Regions from separate parts of the Gossypium hirsutum genome. Here region 1 is linked to region 2. A link is a contact called in public Hi-C data. All regions are on one chromosome and are shown on one strand. Each heading gives the region's core, a stretch centred on a gene start, on an enhancer-like site or on the middle of the called end of the contact. The rest is flanking DNA. Distances are from core to core; before and after follow the strand shown. Region 1 holds the start of LOC107916181 (peroxisomal fatty acid beta-oxidation multifunctional protein MFP2). Region 2 holds the start of LOC107916008 (phylloplanin).

Region 1 (6,215 bases), core at 1,467-3,966, 210 kb before region 2:
AATAAGGTTTTTAAACCTATAAATAGACGTAATCGTCTCTCCTCTTATATCATTCGAATTCGACATAGTGAATTTTCTTCTCCTCTACCTGTGGTTTTTCCCAAAAGGGTTTCCACGTAAAATTCTGTGTGTTCTATTTTTCTCTCTTTCTTTGCGATTCATTGTCATTATCGACGTTCAATTTCACACCATACATTGTTCAAACTAATACAGTCCTAATTAGATAGAACGAACTAAATTATAGATACAAACTAAGAATTCACTTGTGAAAAAAAATTAATTATTTCAAATTATTACCAAAACAATATGTATAGATGAATATGATTGGAACCGCTATTAGTAGTTAAGTAGATCCAATTACTTGAATTGACTAGAAAAATCTTATGTAATTAAACATTTTTTATTAAAATTTATGCCAATGAAATTTGAATTAATAATAAACTCCCTATAAATCATATTCTAATTTTAGTCCATCTAAAATTACTAAAATTACTAAAATTATTCGATCTATAAAAAATAAATTAAATGTTGGTAAATATAAGAGTGACTGTTATTAATTGCCATCCTAATAATTTTAGTTTAGGGGTTGGCTCTTGGCTCTTTTAGTAGTTTTTGTTGGAGTTAGTGAAAGATTCGTATTTTCTTAAGTCGATTGTGACTTATTTTAATGACGTGGTTTATCGAATTTAAATTAATTTATTTATGTTTATATCTAATTTAAAAGATTTAACATTTAGTTATTTGGGAAAGACAAGATGATGAGTGTTGAATTTAAAGCAGCAATTTAAGAGATCCATCTTACTGGTTAATATAGCTTGTATCCATGATGTTTCACGTTTTTTTCGATATTATTTTCTAAAATATTCTGGAAAAAATTATACGAAATAAAGACATTACGTCATTTTATATCTCTTATTAAGGAAAAAAAATTATATGAAACAAAGATATTATATCATTTTATATCTTTTATTAATTATTTAATGTCATTTCAATATTTTTTCATGTAATTAATACATCATTTTAGTAATTTTTTAACTTGAATCTTGTACCCTAAATTTTTTAACTTGAATCTTGGACCTTAAATCCTAAATTTTAAACTTGAGTCTAGGATTTCAAGAACCAAGGTATAAGGTTTAGGATTCAAAGTTTAAGATTTAAGGTCCAAAATTTAAGATAAAAAATTATTAAAATAATATATTAAGGACATAAAATCCCTTTATTTTATACAATCTTTCCCGTTGTGATTTCGTTTTTGTTCAAAATTTATTTCTAACATATTTGAGTTTTCCCCACTCCTTTCCTTTGATGGTAATATTTTATATATAAATAAAATTATATTTTTGGAAAAAAAAAGGTAAAGTGGGTTCGAGAATGAAAGCGACCAAGTCCAGGGGTTTTAATACTTTGGAATTATCATAATCCAACTACCTTTGTTTTCTTCGACTTATCTCTCTCTCCGCCAAATTTCCCCTACTTTGCATTTTAATATCTTACCCTAAAGATAGCCGGTAGAAAATTGACACCTCGCCCAAGCTACCTAGGTGACACTTAGCCAGTTCTTCATTACTTTTAAAAAAAAAATTTGAGAAGTGTTTTTGAAAAGTTTAGTTTAAAATTTGAGTGTTTAGCATTGCTGTCAAAAAGTACTTTTGAGAAATAAAATGTTCATTTTAGACATGTTATTATCAAGTAACAAATATACATTTAAATAATATTTAAATTAATTAATATTATTATATTTTAGTAATAATATAAAAAAATTATTATAACTTATTAATATTTTAATATATGAAATATAAATTGTAAATATTTTTAAGCAATAAATATTAATTATTTATAAAATTTAATTAGAATATATAAACTATATTTTAAATATTTAAATATAACCATTGAATATTTGTAATTAGTATTTTAAAAAAATATTTTTTATTTTTAATTAATGATTTTAACACAATTGTAATTAAGCACCAAGAAAAAAAAAGAAAAATATTATGTTATTGGAGGGGTAAAAAAATAATTAAGCACTAAAAGTACTTTTGGGAGAAAAAAAGCTAAAATTTTTAGTTTCTGAAAAGGAGCTGAAAAATGCATTTTTGAAAAGCTAAAAATTTCAGCCAAAAGTAATTTGTTCTTCACAGCTTTTCTTTCAAAAATACTTTTAGAGTCAAAAGTTCTTTTTTTAAGCAATAAAGAACTGACCCTTATTTGCAAAATGAAGTTATTCATGCATCGAGTTAAATTGGATTAAATTTAAATTGAATTTAAATATGATTTTAATATATTTTATATTTAATATATTAGAGAATTAGTTTCACTACGAATTTGGATGGGTTTGAATGAAAATGATGCGTTTAACTTACCTTTTGTCTCACGCTATAATATCGCTATAGTCTCTAATCTCACCGCCACCATTATTTTTACATAAATCATAGTTAAATACATCCAAACTCACCCTCAAATAATTAACTTCCACTAAACTTAGAAGAAAATTGTATCTAAAAAACAAGATTTTCGTTTTTGATATAGGGGCAGTATTATTCTCTTAATTTGATTTGTGATGTATAGCAAGTAATGTAGTGAAAAAGTTTAACTCAATAAGATGTATTACCATTTTTCAATTTCATTTATGAGAATTAAAGGGTTGTGCTATCAATAAACATAAATTAACTATGATTATAGTTGTCCTCAATAAATATATAAAATGAGAGTGGAACAGCAAACAAATATGGTTGGATGAAGACAGCATGCAGGCGTTGGAACTCAACCAAGCAACTTTGAGACCAACGAAGCAGTTCAAAGATTTGGAGAAGCAGTTCAAAGATTTGTAGCAGCAGTTGATATAAAGCTACTAACTTGGGTTTCCCCGTACACTCTTTTCTTCAAACGTCACTCCCTCCTCCGCCTTCTTACACGACACCTCCTTAAATGAAATCGTCGCCCCAACTAACTCCTTTTATAATTTTTATTATTAATTAATACCCATTGTTCGACTCCAAATTTTTATTAAAAATAAATAAGCAAAGAGTGATAATGGGGAGCAATAACAATGGAAGAACAACCCTTGAAGTTGGAGCTGATGGAGTTGCTGTTATCACCATCATCAATCCTCCTGTCAATTCTCTTTCTCCTGATGGTACCCCCCCTTTTCATTTTCTTCTTTCTTTATCTTACCTTTTTGCCTCTTGATTTTGAGTTATGGAATTTGGGATTTCTTTGTTATTTATGACCCACAATTTTTCTATGCAAATTATTTTATAAAGTTTTGGTTGTCTTTTTGGGGTTCGTTAGCAAAAGAATTGTATTGGGTTTTATTTAGCTGCAGAGGAAAACAGATGTATTTATCAACTTGATATTCATTTTTCTTGCAAAGATTGGAATTTAGAGGGCTTATACTTGAACCATGTTGACCTACAATTCTCTTACATGGTTCTGTGTTGGTCGGTTTGCAAATAGATAAAGAGAGTGTTAGATAGAGCTGTAGAAAAACTCCAGATTATGTACTTATATTCGGTAATAGAGAAAGAGAGTGTTAGATTTTAAAAGAAAATTGTGAAGCATAATTGGGGTTCAAAGGCAAATTTGGATCTATAATTTCATTGTTCTTTTTTTTGCTTGGTATATTGCTCAAATTAGGTTATATGGTTACATGAAAACAATAGTCATCATTCTTCCCCCACAATTACATTTTAATGATTTTGTATATGTCAGAAGATATGCAATTGATCTCCCTTGCCTTTGTGTGTCCTCCTCACAGTGTTGCATAGCTTAAAAGAGAGTTATGACGAGGCCCTACAAAGAGACGATGTGAAGGCCATTGTTGTTACAGGTAAGTTCAAAGAGATCACTCCTTAAAATTAAAGGAAAAGAGGTGTATAGATATTGTCTCTGTTACTGCTTTTCCAAAAAGACTGGAATTGGTTATTGAGATGCTTTTGTGAGCAGGTACAAATGGAAAATTTTCTGGTGGTTTTGATATCACATCTTTTGATGGAATGCAATCAGGAAAAGGTATGCACAGTAGTCCTTTATGTATATATATTGCATTGGCTTGAAATTGATGGGTTGGTAGTATTTTCCAGTGGAGCAGCCGAAGCTTGGTTTTGTATCAGTTGAGATTGTCAGTGACACTTTAGAAGGTAATTACCGTATAATGATTTCTAAAACAGAAAGCATTTCAAAGTTGCATGGATCTGTGTTGACTCTAGATACTTTGTACTTCAGCTGCAAAAAAACCATCAGTTGCTGCCATTGATGGTCTTGCCTTAGGTGGGGGTCTAGAAGTTGCAATGGTCGGTATTTTATTTAACTTCAGAAATCTCTTATTTTTGTTGGAAAGAAAATATCTTTATAGTTTTTTTCCTTTCAGGCATGTCATGCGAGAATATCGACTCCTACAGCACAATTAGGCCTGCCTGAACTTCAACTTGGGGTTATTCCTGGGTTTGGAGGTTTGACTCTTTCATTTCTTCAGCTTGGGGTAATTCCTGGCTATATTGGCATTATTTATATTCTGCTTTCTGCTCCTAAATGGGCTCAGGTACACAGCGGCTTCCACGACTTGTTGGTCTCACGAAGTCCCTTGAAATGATGTTGGTATGTGGTTAGATCAGTATTCTTTTTTCTTACATCAGGCTTTGGTATGATTTGATATGGTTACTATATTAATATCTCTGTTCATTGACTGAGCACTTTCTTCTTCCCTTCTTTCCCTTAAATAGACATCTAAGCCTGTTAAAGGTGAAGAGGCAGTTGGATTGGGTCTAGTCGATGCTGTCGTTTCATCTCATGAGTTGATAGAGACTGCACGTCGTTGGACACTAGATATTTTAGCACGAAGAAAACCATGGGTTGCTACTCTCTACAAAACTGAAAAGCTAGAGCCCCTTGGGGAAGCCCGGGAAATATTTAACTTTGCTAGAGCACAGGCTCGGAAGCGAGCTCCAAATCTCAAACACCCCTTGGTTTGTATTGATGTTATTGAAGAGGGTATAGTTGCTGGTCCTAGGGCAGGGCTGTGGAAGGTCACTGCTTATCCCCATTACGGTTTTAATACATTTTCAATTATCTTTTTTTTACAACTAAAAGTCAACTTCATAACGACACATTTGATATTGGCAGGAGGCTGAAGCTTTCCAAGTACTTCTTAAATCTGACACCTGCAAAAGCTTGGTTCACATCTTCTTTGCTATGCGCGGAACATCTAAGGTTCAAAGGATAATTACTATTCGGCACTGGTTTTTCGTTCTATCCCTTCATACATACCTTTAATAGATTCTGCAATCGAATGTTGATTAGAGATATGATTTTAGAATTTTAGAACTCACCTCCTTATTTTGTAGCTAAGGTGAAGTCTTTTTCACTTTTCATATCAGCTAGCCTGATCCAAAACATATCTTTGATCAAAATCATCTCTCTCTCTCATCATTGATGTTCATAGTGCTTCGACTAATTGAAATATATTTTGATTTAGTTTATCTGGCACGTAACGTGAGGCTCAAACTGTGTCTTACAATTTATCGTTGATAGAAATAATTTAATGTTCAATATATCAACTCTAGAGTTGTTTTACATTATACTCTTCAAAGTATCAATTTCTTGAGCCCTTTGTAAAAGGTAGCCCTTATGCTACCCCTAACCTCGGCTAGCTTCTCTGCTTAACATTTTACAAACACTTATCTCTTAGCAATGGACAGGTTCCTGGGATTACCGACAGGGGGCTAATGCCAAGACAGGTGAGGAAAGTTGCTGTACTTGGTGGAGGTTTAATGGGCTCCGGAATAGCAACTGCATTGATTCTTTGCAATTATACAGTAATCCTGAAAGAAGTGAATGAGAAGTTTTTGGAGGCTGGAATTGATCGCGTCAAAGGTGAGCACAACTGGATTATTTATTTTCTTTAAGGATATCACTTTTGATTGTTTGTATGATCATATTCTTTTTTGTGCAGCCAATCTTCAAAGCCGAGTTAAGAAAGGGAAAATGAGTCAAGAAAAGTTTGAAAAAGCAATCTCTTTGCTTAGCGGTGTTCTTGACTATGAAAGATTTAGAGATGTGGACATGGTCATTGAGGTAGTTAAGAATGTGTTATCATCTTGCCTTTCCTATGGTGTTTTATCCGTAGTTTTAATATTGATTTTGTTTTTGTTTATAATCCTTGTAACAGGCAGTTATTGAGAATGTTTCTTTGAAGCAACAAATTTTTGCTGATCTCGAGA
Region 2 (6,119 bases), core at 2,532-5,031:
CACTTACGTTATCGCGTTGTAACATTTTAGTCACTGAGTCGTTAATTGTCGTTAACAGTGTAATCGGTTAAATTATCATTTCAAACAAAAAAATTTAGGTTAAATTATACAATTGGTCCCCATATTTTTTCGTTTTGAGCAATTTAATTTTTTTATTTTCCATTCTTTTCTGCTTCTCTCTCTGTTTTCCTACCTTCTCCATTTCTTTTAACGTATCAGGAAGTCAAATTGGCAATGAAGAAAGAAGCAAGAAGTCGAAAGTCATCATTGCTTATAACCAAAATCCATAACACATACCATATGCTAACTATCAAAACCCTCTACCATCACCCATCACCCATCATCTTCATTTCATCAACTAACACCTTCGCCACTACCATGACCTCATTTCGAAAACATCTCAAAAAATTCCCAACTTTTGGACAACCCAAGATTGAATCTCCATCTAAGGGCGAAGCCAAAATTTTTTTTAGGAGGTACCGAAATTAAATTGTAATTTTTACGATAGCAAAAGTACAATTTCACCATTTTAATAGTCTATATATTTATAATTTTTAAGGATTAAATCAAATTTTTATCATTTTTAGGGGGCAAAGTGTAATTTTACCTTTACTAATTTAGACTTTTAAAAATTTTAAAGGGCCTAAATAGAAAATTTTCCATTTTAGGGGGGCTGGGACCAGCTACACCATTGTCTCCATCATTGGCCATTAGATTGACTCGATTTTCTGATATATGGTCCTCCTCACTAATACCTCATTCCTGACTGTTAGGATCGACAAGAAAGTTGTCTGAATACCTCGAACCCCTTGACTTGAATCTAACCCCTCTCTTTTTCTCCATTTCTCTCTATTTTTTTACACTTTTTTTCTTTGTTGCAAGCCTAATCTTTGGCTCTCTGTGATTTTTTAGGGCTTATTAATTGTTGTTTACTTAGATTCTTGATTGATTTGAACGCGGGCTTATTTGGTGAGGAGATGATATTGTTAGGTTTGTCATGAATGAGGTCATGGTAGTGGTGAAGGTGTTAGTGGATGAAATGAAGACGATGGGTGGTGGTGGAGGGTTTTGATAGTTAGCATATGGTATGTGTTTATGGGTTTTGGTTATAGGCAATGACAACTTTCGACTTTTTGCTTCTTTCTTCATTGCTAATTCAACTTCCTAATACATTAAAAGAAATGGAGAAAGTAGGAAAACAGAGAGAGAAGCAGAAAATAATAGAAAAAAAAGGAAAGTTAAAAGATCATAAAACAGAAAATTAAATTGCTCAAAGCGAAAAAAATATGGGGACCAATTGTAAAATTTAACCTAAATTTTTGTTTGAAATGATGATTTTTAATGTGTCACGTTAGCTTACTAATACACCGTTAACAATAATTAATAGCTCAGTGACTAAAATGTTACAACATGATAACGTAAGTGACTAAAATGTAATATTTCAAACATAAGTGACTTAAATGTAACCCAAAGTAAACAAAAATGACCATGGGTGTAGTTTACCCTATTACTTATTTAATAGAAACTCAACTAAAGGATTTGATTACGATAAATGTATTGGCGGCGAATGCAATCAAATGAGATTTACTCCTTATAAAACCGACAATAGTATTAGCTTTTTTTCTTTTGTGTTTTTATAACTCAAACTAAATGTGAGAAGTAGAAGTGGTGCAGCAAAATTTAATTTTTTTTATTTGAATAAAAACTTTGCTTTAGTATATATAGGATGCTTCCACATTTATGAAAAGTTGCAATTACTAACATTACAAATTATGGAGTTCAGAAATGATGAATCTCAAGTGGCAAGAGTCGTCAAAATGCTATCTTGTCGATGGAACCATAACCACCCCCACTCTTTGGAAGTGATAGATCAGCAGAAGAACCATCGGATAGGAAAAGCCCAACCAAAATAGGGCAGATGGTTGCTAGAGCAAGCCCATCGAGAGAAGATAAAGGTCAAATCAAGGCCACAAATTATTATTCCAAATCAAACCTCTTCATGTTGAAAAAACTATCGATGATCGTCAAAGGAGGTGGAAGTAAGGACGATGAGAACCACAGGGGTGGCAATTGCTCGCCATACCGCCAACCAACCGACTGCCTTGGACGAATGGAAGTTGTTGCTAAAAACGGAAGCCAATTTGAAGGTGGGTTGGAGAGATTGGGCTTAACAAGTTAATCGGTGATAAATTGAATTAAATGTTTCAAAATTAAATACAAAATTTTATAACCATTATAATTTATTTGGTATATTAATATAAATTAAATATAGAATATAATTATATTGTTTGTAATTATAAATATATATTGGTTTCATAAATTATTATTTTTTATCATAATAAAATATTTTATTTTAATTTTATTAAGGTTATATTTGATAAACTAAAAATTAAGTATTGAGAAAATAAGTATAAAAAATTTAAATATTGAGTTTAAGTTATAAAATTTGTTTGGCATATTATTTAAAATTAAATATTGAGTATAATTATATTATTTTATAAAGGATAATATAATCTTAAATGAAATAAAATAAAATAAAAATCATTGAATTTATTCTAGTAGGTTATAAGTAAGAAGTAGGTTTTTACTTTTTTTGTAAAAGAAATTTATTTAGTATTTTTTATTGTGAGTTATCAAACCTGTTTAAAAAATTAAATTTCAGTTGTTTGAATATTTTCAATTTTTTATCAAACATGGCCTAATATAATATTTTATATTGGTTATGATAATTGTAGATAAAAATTAAATATGATAACTTTTTTATTTATTTAAAAAACAAAGAGATAATTTATATTAAATTTAAAATAAAATCAATTTAACATTTTAATATTAAATGTTAACATTTTTTTTAAAAAAAAAGTATTAATTGAAATTTTAATATAATTATCTTGAAAGTTGTCGTTTTCAATATAATAAGTATTATCAAACACAACTTTATTTATTTCTCGAAACATAGCAAGATTACATTGGGACTTTACTTACATGACAAAATGTAAGTTTTATTAAGAATTACAGACATTGTTATAGCCCCACATTTGTATCTATTATAAGCCAACAATAATTATACGACAAAGAGCGACGCTATAGCCACATTCAACATTCAAAACGACCACCTTATTTATCACTTGTTCAATGGATGTTCTTGTTCTAGTTTTCGAGTTTTATCATGCTCGTAAAAACCCGAACCCGGTTGGGATGATGTTGGTGATGTTCAAGAGTCCAGCAACGGTGCTTCCGATGACTTGTAAGGTTGAAGACAATCCCCCGATGGATGGAAGGGAGGTATTGCAATTGGAGAGCGGAGTTTTTACGGCTAAGTTGCAATTGTTGATCAATGAAGGGACAAGGAATTGCAATGGATCTAATAATATGGAGAATATGCCAGATCCATTTGTTGTTGAACTCGAAACCACGTTTCCACCACCCTGAAGTTGCACCAATGCATCTAAGACACATTTATACCAAATACATATATAACTCAGCATTTGTAATCATTTTCTCGGGAAAATATAATGATATAAAAGTAGAAGCTTACAAGGGAAAACTGGGGTTGCAGTGCCGTTTACACCAATGTTGCCATCGACAGTGCAAAATACAGTCCCTTGGATCCTAATCAAGCCAAGGAGGCCGCTAATGAGGCCACCTAGTTGAGCTTCAGCAATTGGAGGTATCAATGCCATTGCAGCAACCAAGAGACAAACCAACATAAGTGTTTTCAAGGCCATGAAGTTTTGGGTTAATTAACCGACTTAATCAATGAAAATGATTCACTCTTGCAGCTGTGATGTTCGACAACCCTAGTTATTTATAGGCAACTTAGAGGGCAAGTTGGTGCTAAAATCTTCCACACAAGTTGGGGACCTTCACCATCAGCACCATGCACGCCACCATTGTAGGCTTCACCTACGTGGGGGCTAAACCTTGCCCCCTAGACTTTGGCATAGCTTAACATTGTTGTTGGAAAAAAAAAAACTCACTTAGAAAAGAAAAGAAAAAGCAATTGAGAAGTGATGTGAGATTTTCTAATATAGGCATTACTATGAAAAAAAAACGGCGAGAAGATAAAATGGGTAATAAAGGACATCATTTAAAAAAAAAATTGTTAGATTATAAATAATCTATATCTATTATTTTTAATTCTAAAATGAGTTGAATTCACTGAACATTAATTTAATTAAGAAAAAAATTTTAAAGCATATCTTTAAAAAAAATAATGAATATTATTATAAGAAATATTTTTTCTAATTCTAATTCTATATGGAATCTATAAAATATAATTTAAAACCAGAATAAATTTTAAAAAAAACTATATATATATATTAAGATTTGAAGGCAGGACAATAAATTTTCTAGACCTTCAATTTTATTATCTCAATCAAAGTTTAAGCAATATTTTATACAACATTTTGTAAATATATTTTCCACAAATATCATGGGTGTGCTATAATTTTGTGCTATAATTTAGCAGTTACTGAAAGTAATATGTATGAAAATTAATTTTGAAAAAAAATATAAAATTGTTTTAAAATTCTTTAGAGAAAAGAATAAAATTACTTCATCTAATAATATTATTATTTTAATAATTCTACAATTTTTTAAAAATTTGATTATTTAATGATATGGATAATCATCAAATATCAATGGAAAGTAAAAATTTTACAAGTCGGGTTAGAATGATAATAAGTGTCCTATTTATTTATTTATTTTCATAATAATAAATTTAGTTCCCTAATGTTCACTTTTTCCATTTTAGCACTGACTCTATTTTGATCGCCCTCAACCTTCAAATTTTAGTCAAATTATTATTTTTTGCAGAGAAAATTTGACTAAAATTGTTAAATTTTAATGACATTGGTGCGGCAGCTCGCATGACAATCTATGTGTACTTTATATAAATTCAAAAAATATATAAAATGTTTGAAAATTAAAAAAATTCATAAAAATTACAAATTTTCGTATCACTATTGTTAAAATTTTAACAATCCAATCAATTTTTAATTTAAAAAATAACAATTTAAATAAAATTTGAAAGTTGAAAACTAAATTGGTTCAAAAAGAAAAGAATTAAGGTTAAAATGAAACGATAGAAATTAAATTTATTATTATGCATTTTTCTTTAGATTTTAAAATATATCCTATAATGCACTTGTCATGTTTGTAAAATTTTTAGTTTACATAAATAATATTATATCAAATAATTTCCATTAATAGTATTGTTATTACAAAAAAAAAATAATTACCCTTAATGATAGAACTATTGGAAAGTAAAATTTTCACAAATGGAATTAAAATGGTGATAAATTTATTATTCAAGAGACAATGGCGATATCTGAAACAAGGTTTCAGCTCATTTAGCATTCAAAATTTCCATTTCCTAATGTACTTTACAGCTTTCCCTTATTGTTTGGAAACTGTGTTTTTTTTAATAATAATAAAATCCAGTTGTCCCATCCAAAATATATATATCTGAGGCATTTGTATGTTAGTTATGAAAATTTTGACTTCAGCCGATGGAACATAAATCCAAAATTGTTTCTACCCCTAACAAAATTACATCTTTAATAGCCTTTTCTCTTTATTTAAGTATATATTTATAATTTTTATGTTTATATTTAGAATTTGTTGCTGTCTCTTTCAACAATGTTAAACTTGCATTTTCCTTTAAATTTAGAATATATATTTTTCATTCCACTTAAACCACAATTTAAGAGAACTTAAAAAGAGAAAAAAAAGCTTTGTTTAACTATGTGTATAACATATATATATATAAATCAACATAATAAACACACCTTCATTCCTTGGCTTATCTTTTTTTCTTTCACTAATGCAAAAGCAGTGTGAGGACTCTCTATTCTATATGTAGTGAAGTTGCAGAAGCTAAGAGAAGTTTGGCCTTTGTATCCCGATTGATTGAAAAAGTTTATAGATTGGTCCATGTGTAGCTATCATTTTTTCCTCTGAAATCTCTAGTTTTCCTTGTGGGTTAGGGCAGAATATTGAGATGGCGACAAGCATCGAATAAGTTGCTTAATTTGGCAATAATCTTAGTTTCAACCATTAGACTAAAGAGAAGCTAGCCAAGTGGACCATTACAGAACCCCCCCACTTGTGTTCCATTG

What was found. A called contact is a pair of places that touch in the nucleus more often than the background predicts.
Region 1: a contact with region 2 is called in a Hi-C map of leaf, with 3 times the contacts expected there. The contact joins the promoter of LOC107916181 here to the promoter of LOC107916008 in region 2. A contact is called at or near these places in 4 of 34 Hi-C or Micro-C datasets (anther and leaf).

Annotation. Positions count from the first base shown.
Region 1 is chrD10:50,254,891-50,261,105 of Gossypium_hirsutum_v2.1, reverse strand. It overlaps LOC107916181 (peroxisomal fatty acid beta-oxidation multifunctional protein MFP2), which reads left to right and starts at 2,716. Exons shown (of 18, transcript XM_016845329.2): 1 at 2,716-3,133; 2 at 3,755-3,826; 3 at 3,943-4,008; 4 at 4,080-4,136; 5 at 4,222-4,289; 6 at 4,367-4,448; 7 at 4,538-4,593; 8 at 4,719-5,021; 9 at 5,119-5,205; 10 at 5,694-5,868; 11 at 5,948-6,069; 12 at 6,164-6,215. The coding sequence starts at 3,031.
Region 2 is chrD10:50,046,047-50,052,165 of Gossypium_hirsutum_v2.1, reverse strand. It overlaps LOC107916008 (phylloplanin), which reads right to left and starts at 3,781. Exons shown (of 2, transcript XM_016845175.2): 1 at 3,536-3,781; 2 at 2,920-3,445. The coding sequence starts at 3,725. The coding sequence ends at 3,165.